2 separate regions of the Sus scrofa genome follow, and region 2 is linked to region 1. The links are chromatin contacts, called in public Hi-C maps. All regions are on one chromosome and are shown on one strand. The core of a region is the stretch at or near the end of the contact, and the rest is flanking DNA. Distances in the headings are between cores, read along the strand shown. Region 1 holds the start of KRI1 (protein KRI1 homolog). Region 2 holds the start of CARM1 (histone-arginine methyltransferase CARM1).

Evidence for each region. A called contact is a pair of places that touch in the nucleus more often than the background predicts.
Region 2: a contact with region 1 is called in a Hi-C map of liver, with 3 times the contacts expected there. The contact joins the promoter of CARM1 here to the promoter of KRI1 in region 1. A contact is called at or near these places in 3 of 5 promoter capture datasets (fetal liver, fetal skeletal muscle and liver) and 1 of 47 Hi-C or Micro-C datasets (liver).

The regions. Positions count from the first base shown.
Region 1 is chr2:69,335,581-69,338,804 of Sscrofa11.1, reverse strand. It overlaps KRI1 (protein KRI1 homolog), which reads left to right and starts at 1,701. Exons shown (of 19, transcript XM_013987437.2): 1 at 1,701-1,935; 2 at 2,046-2,119; 3 at 2,871-2,976. The coding sequence starts at 1,842. CDKN2D (cyclin-dependent kinase 4 inhibitor D) reads left to right here. Exons shown (of 3, transcript XM_005654859.2): 3 at 421-1,377. The coding sequence ends at 780.
Region 2 is chr2:69,600,580-69,603,803 of Sscrofa11.1, reverse strand. It overlaps CARM1 (histone-arginine methyltransferase CARM1), which reads right to left and starts at 1,683. Exons shown (of 15, transcript XM_021083821.1): 1 at 1,428-1,683. The coding sequence starts at 1,647. It overlaps C2H19orf38 (protein HIDE1), which reads right to left. Exons shown (of 7, transcript XM_013994683.2): 7 at 3,044-3,224.

The sequences.
Region 1 (3,224 bases), core at 452-2,951:
TGGGAGGGGGACATTCCTTGGAGAAGGAGTTTCAAATTCCCTGGGCCTCTCCTTTCCCTTGATGGGGGTGTTCTCATCCTCTGCGGGTCTGTTTCCTGGTGGGGGTTTCATATTTCCTGATGATTTCCCATATGTGGAGAGAAGTGTCTCAGGTTCCTTGGGGGAGGGTCTTAGGTTCCTTGAAAGTTTCCTTGGGGGCTCTTCCCTAGGGGATGTATTATCCTGGGGGTGATCAGTTTTTTGAGGGTTCTTGTTCTCAGGAGATCTTGTTCTGCCTGGGAGCTTATATTCCCCCAAATTTCTCATTCTCTAGAGGACCTTGTCTCTGGCATTCTCTACTCCTGAATGACCCTTTTCTCCAGTCCCCCATTTTCCTGGGCCTCCTCCTTTGAGGACCCCCTGACCCTCTGCCCCCAACAGGTCATGATGTTTGGCAGCCCCACCATCGCCCAGGAGCTCCTGAAACAAGGTGCCAGCCCCAATGTCCAGGATGCTTCCGGCACCACTCCGGCCCACGATGCAGCCCGTACTGGATTCCTTGACACCCTGAAAGTGTTGGTAGAGCACGGCGCTGATGTCAATGCACCTGATGGCACCGGGGCACTCCCCATTCATCTGGCTGTGAGAGAGGGCCACACCTCTGTGGTCAGCTTCCTGGCTGCTGAATCTGATCTCCATCACAGGGACGCCAGGGGGCTTACACCCCTGGAGCTGGCAAGGGGGAGAGGTGCTCAGGATCTCATGGACATACTACAGCGGCACACAGTGGCACCACTGTGACCTGGGGCCACCCAGTCCAGCAACAGGACCCGGCTGGGTTCTGTGTCAGAAGAGAAGGGAAGAAACACTTTCTCCCTTAGCTCCTCCTGCCCACTGCCGAGGGGCACAAGTTTGTGGCTTGTTGGTGTTGATTTCTGGGGTGTGTGTGTTTGAGGTGCATTTCTCATTTTTTTTCCTCTCACCCCTTTTGGTGTATTGGGCAGAGAAGGGCTCCTGCAGGCAACAGCCACCTAAACGGTTCAGTTTCCTCCACCCCCCAGACTGCTGGGACTACAGACAAGTCCCAAGGGCAGAGCGTTTAAAGCCCTAGCTCCAGAGTGAGGTCATTCCTTCCAAGGCTCCTGGAACCTGTCGACCTTGGCCAGCTATACCCAGAGCTAGACCTCAAGTGTGCACACTGCTTTCGGGCATGGGGGAGGGGGGTGTTCCAAATCAGTAAAAGGGTAGTATGAGTTCATTCATATTTTGTTTAAAAGCTTGTTTTCCAGTCCCTTGTACAGCGTTAACACATTCTATTTATTAAGCTTTATGGAAAAAATTGTTGTGTGTGTAATTTAATGTTTTTACCCATTAAATTAAGACTTGTGCATGATCATAGCGCCAGTGGCTTCTGATTTTTGAGGCTGCGATGGAGAGTCGTGCATTCAGGATGTTTGTGGGGGTGGGCACCCAGGTCGCGGATCGTGGGTCCTTTGGCGGAGGGGCGAGAGTGGTAATTCCCAGGGCGCAAGGGGTGAGTGAGCTGGGTGGGGCAGCGGTTTGCGCTGTCGGAACGGAAGGGAGGCAGGAAACCGCGAGTGGAGAAAGGGCCCCCAGATGTCAGCTGGGTGCCGGGAGCCCTGGGGGTGGGGGAGTGGGGTGGGCGGTGGCCGTAGCCTTCCCTGCAGAGGCGTGGCCCATGGGTGGGGACTGCCGTCACAGGGCTTGGGATCCCGGAAGGGCCAGGGGCTGGGTTAAGTGCCGTCCACGAGGCTCCGCCCCATTTAAAGCTAGCTTGCTAGGGAGTAGCCCCGCCCCCTGGGGCGCCCTCCGTACGCTTGCGCAGTGTGCCCAGAGCCGCCATGCCGGAGCCGCGCGGGTCGTCGCCCCTGCGGGTGAACGCGGCGTTTGCTGCGCGGTACGGCCGCTACCGGGAGCGCGAGGAGCTGCAGCGGCGTGAGTGCGGGGCGCATGCGCGCGGGGCGCCGGCGCATGCCGGGCGGTCAGGAAGTGGGCTTGATCTGGTCCCCCAGGCTGACCTGAGGGCTCCTATCTGTGCCCCACAGTCAAAGATCGCTACGGAGACCAGGACGGCAGTGGCGACTCCAGCTCCGAGTCTGACTCCAGCGATGAGCGCGTGGTGAGCTTACCCGCTTCCGTCCTGAACTTGGGGAGGCTTCCAAGCACACCATCCTTGCCCGGCTTATAGGGAGCTGCTTACCCTCATCACCAGCGCGCCGAGGGGAGCTTTCAACTCCCGCCCTTCATTCCCTTGAGAGCCAGACAGCGTCCTCCCCATCCCCAGGGGGTGGCCAGATTCCCCCTACCTCCCCCTTCTCACCTCGGAGCTCCTGGCCCATCTTGATCTGTGAGGTGTAAACTGTCTGTCCACCTTTTTGTCCCTAACAGTCTAACCCTTTCTCAACGCCTGCCGCTCTCCCCAAAGTGGGGCATCCCTCTGCCACATGGGGCACCCACCTTTTCCCCATAGCAGCCCTGATCTTCCCAGTCTCCCTGAGTGGTCCAGCCCTTTCTCTCCATTCTTCCTGTGCCCTTTCTGCCCACCTAGCCCCGTGTCCTGAATCCCTTACTGATGCCAGGAAGTAACCTCTCCTTACCCACTACTTCCATTTCATATCCTGTACATATCCTATGTGTGGACCACCCCCAAGACGGCCCCTCTCCCTCCTCCACCCGTTTGCCCCCCTCTTCCACTCAGATCCAGACCTCCACCCCCCACCTGCCTCTCTAGCCAGATTCCCCTTCCTGCTTCTTAATATATGCCCCTCCCCCACCCTAATTCCCACACCCTCTCAGCCCACCTACCCCTGGTGCCCTCATCACCAGGTGCCTCCTTCTGAAATCTGTCTCCACCTCTTTTCCTGCCCTAGGAATTTGACCCCCAGCAGGAGCGAGACTTTTACAGGACTCTATCCTTGTTGAAGAAGAAGGATCCCCGGATTTACAAGAAAGATGCCACATTCTATCAGAGAACAGGTCTGGGACTGCTCGTTTTTTTGTTTTGTTTTGTTTTGTTTTTGTCTTTTGAGGGTGGGACCGGCAGCATATGGAACTTCCCAGGCTAAGGGTTGAATCAAAGATGTAGCTGCCAGCCTACACCACAGCCACAGCAACTCAGGATCCGAGCCACTTCTGTGGCCTACAGCACAGCTCAGGGCAATGCTGGATCCTTAACCCACTGAGCAAGGCCAAGGATCAAACCCACATCCTCATGGATACTAGTT
Region 2 (3,224 bases), core at 434-2,933, 270 kb before region 1:
AATAAACCTAAAACCTTTCAAAAATCAAAAGAAGTTTATTTACAAAGAAAAACCAACTCCTGTGGAACTCCTTTGAGGATCAGCCCTGGGACCCTAGTTTGAGAAACGCTGCCCTACACTGTTCTCCACCCTATTAATGCTGGTTGAATAAACAGCCATGCTTACGATCTGGGGGATCCTGTTGGGCTTAAGTGTCTGTCCTGAGCTCCAATCCCCCCCGGGATACCCTTCTCTCTCCTCATCTGGTCCAAGAAAGTCAAAAAAGTCATGCAACACTGGGAGCTCCCTTATTTGGGTTTTCCAAGTTGAGGTGTGGGGAGCACCCTCTGCCTGAGCTCCATACACTTCCCTTCAGAAAACCCTGTTCCCAAAGTGGCAGAAAACTCACAGAGGCCAAAGCCAGGAAAGGCCTCCTCAGTGACTCCCCAGAGCATCAGGGCAAGAAACCCGGAGAGACAAAGCTAAGTGTAACAGTATAACAAAATGTGAAGGCGGAATCCTGACAGAAGACAACAGATAAGAAAGAGTAACAAGAGGAAGAAAAAGGATAAACTACAAAGAAGCAGAGTCCTCGGCAAACACCTTTGTAATTTTTTCCCCCCACCGAAATGTCAGTTTTGAAACTCGCTTCTGAAAATTCAGCCCACTTCTCACATCCCCAAAAAGGAAAATCGGAGGACCGTGGCGAAGAAGGAGGCAATGTTACCCCTTACTTCAGAGCCGGGCATCAAGAAGGGACCCTACCCATCCACGTATCCACGAGGCTCACAGCCAGTGGCTCGCACCAACCTCGCATGGGCCCTCTCCTCAGATCTAGAAGTTTCCCACTCGGGGGTCCGGATTGCCAAGCCCTCCGGATGGGTGGCACAGGGTCCTCCAGGCTGGGCACCACTTTCCAACCGTCCTTGGCAGTTCAGAGGGTCTCCCGAGGTGGCCACACACCCCCTCCTCCCAGCTAGGGCGGCCACACCCGCCCCCAGACTCCCACCTCTCCCACGCCTCAGGCCCCCTCCCCTCCCACCCAGCCTCCACAACCCCAGCTTCCTGCGAATTCTCCCTTCCACTCGCGGCCCCCCACTTCCTGCTCACCCCCTCCCAATCTCAGGGCCCTCACTACTCCCCCATTTCCCGCTTCCCTCCATAGTCCGGGCACCTCACCTCTGGCCACCACGCACGCCCTCTTTTTCTGCCGCTTGACACCGTCCCTCCACACCCCTCAACTCGGGGACCCGCACACCTAACTCCCCCGGCTCGGCCCCAAGGACCCCACCCCAGGCCCCCACGAGTCAGGGCCCCTCACCCTCGGGGCCCCGGGCCCCTCACTGTGGTCGCGTCCCTCCCGCCCTGGGCCCCCCGCCCTGCCGGCCTCGTGCGCAGCCCCCGCGCGCAACCCGGCCCTCGGCCCGGCCCCGGAGCCCCGCACTCACGGCTGTAGAGGGCGATGCCCGCCGCGTCCGGGCCGGCGCGCACCTCGAGGCGCAGTGCCTGCTGCTCCGCGTGCCGCTGGATCTCGCCGTTCGCGTCGCCGATGGTGAGGAGGCGGGCGCCGGGGAACACGGACACGGCCCCGCAGGGCCCCGCGACACCCGGGCCGGCCGCCCCTGCGCCGCCCACGCCCGGCCCCGCCGCCGCCGTCGCTGCTGCCATCTTAGATCCGGCTCCAGGCCCCGCCGCCGCCGCCGCCGCCGCGCCCGGGCCCAGGCCGCCGCCGCTGCCGCCGCTGCCGCCGCCGCGCAGGCCGAGGCAGAGGCCGAGCCGGGCAGCGCCGCCTGCCGGCCACGCGCCGCCTCGCCGCCACCGCGGCTGCTGCCCGGCCCCGTGGCGCAGCGCCCCCTGCCGGCGGCCCTGGGCGCTGGGAGGGAGCACGCTGGAGGGGCGGGGCCTGCCCCACCCAACCCCGCCCCGCCCCGCGCGAGCGGTCGCCGCTTTGTGAGGTGACTCCGCGGTCCAGGAACAGCGGGGACAAGAGCGTACGTCGGGGGAGGTGCTTGCGGCGCGAACACGCCCCTGGGCCTCGGCCCCGCCCCCCGCCCGGCGCGGCCTGAACTGCCGGCGGTGCTTTGTGAGGCAGTGAGGCCGCCGAGGCCCGGGGAGGGAGGGGGCCGGAACGCGCGTCAGGGGGACGGTGCTTATGCCCCGGACACGCCCCCTTGCCCCGCCCCGACAGTCGTGCCCAGAGAGGTGGCTCCCCAGCTAGAAAAACGGCGGGGGCGGACCTGACGCCCAGCAGCTCCGACACGCCCCTGAAGCTTGGGTCCGCCCGTTGCCCCTCCCGGCTTTGTGAGGTGACACGCTGAGGGGCGGGGTCCAGCTGCGAAGAGGCCCCGCCCCTACACCGGTCCTGTTCCCTCCCGCTTGCTTTGTGAGGCTCTGGGTTCAGGGGAAGACCGGAGTGAGGGGCGGGGACAGGACGTAGGGACACGCCCCAGCCGCAGCCGGCGGGATGGAAAAACAGTTTGAGTTAGGACTTGACCCCAGTACCCCACCGGGAACTCCTGCCTGAGCACTCAGCCACTCCTCCGCTCCACTCCATCATCTCCAGCCCCTTACTCTAGGGCCCTCCTCCTCCATCCTCAGCCCTTCACTGTCTTCTCCCCTACAAAAAATTCTTGGACCCCTCCTTTAGCCCCTTTCCTCTTCTACTTTCCCTGCCCCGAATGATGGCTGGCCAGCAAATCGGGGCCAAGTGCCCCTTTCCATACACACACAAACACATATCTGTCTTCCCTCCAGTTCCCCCCTCCACTGGTCCAGGGGCCCATTCTCTTTGGGGGAGTTCCAAAGGGGTTTGCAGCCACATTCTCCAGCTGCCTCTCTAACCTAGACCTGCTCATTTAGTACTGTCCTTCCCAATGTTCCTCTTCCTCCACCCCACCATCATTCCACCTCCTGTGCTCACCAATACAAAGAATTTAGCTGAGGCCCACGTGGTACTACCCCATCCACGCACCCCCGAGAGCTTCCCCATACACCACACTGAGTGCTACAATCAGTGATTGGACCCCAGAAGCCCCGGGCTTGAAGGAGTACATTCCATCGAGACTTTGAGAACAGCTCAACACATTATAATTAATAACTTAGGCATGCCAGCAGGGCACACAGAATATACCCCCAGGTACCCTATGCTCCAGAAAACCAGCCAGGTTGGTCAAGTTAGGTGTGGCATAGAAGGAGGAAACCAGAGAGGTGTGCAGAGAGCTCAGACTTCACAGTGCCCCAGCAAA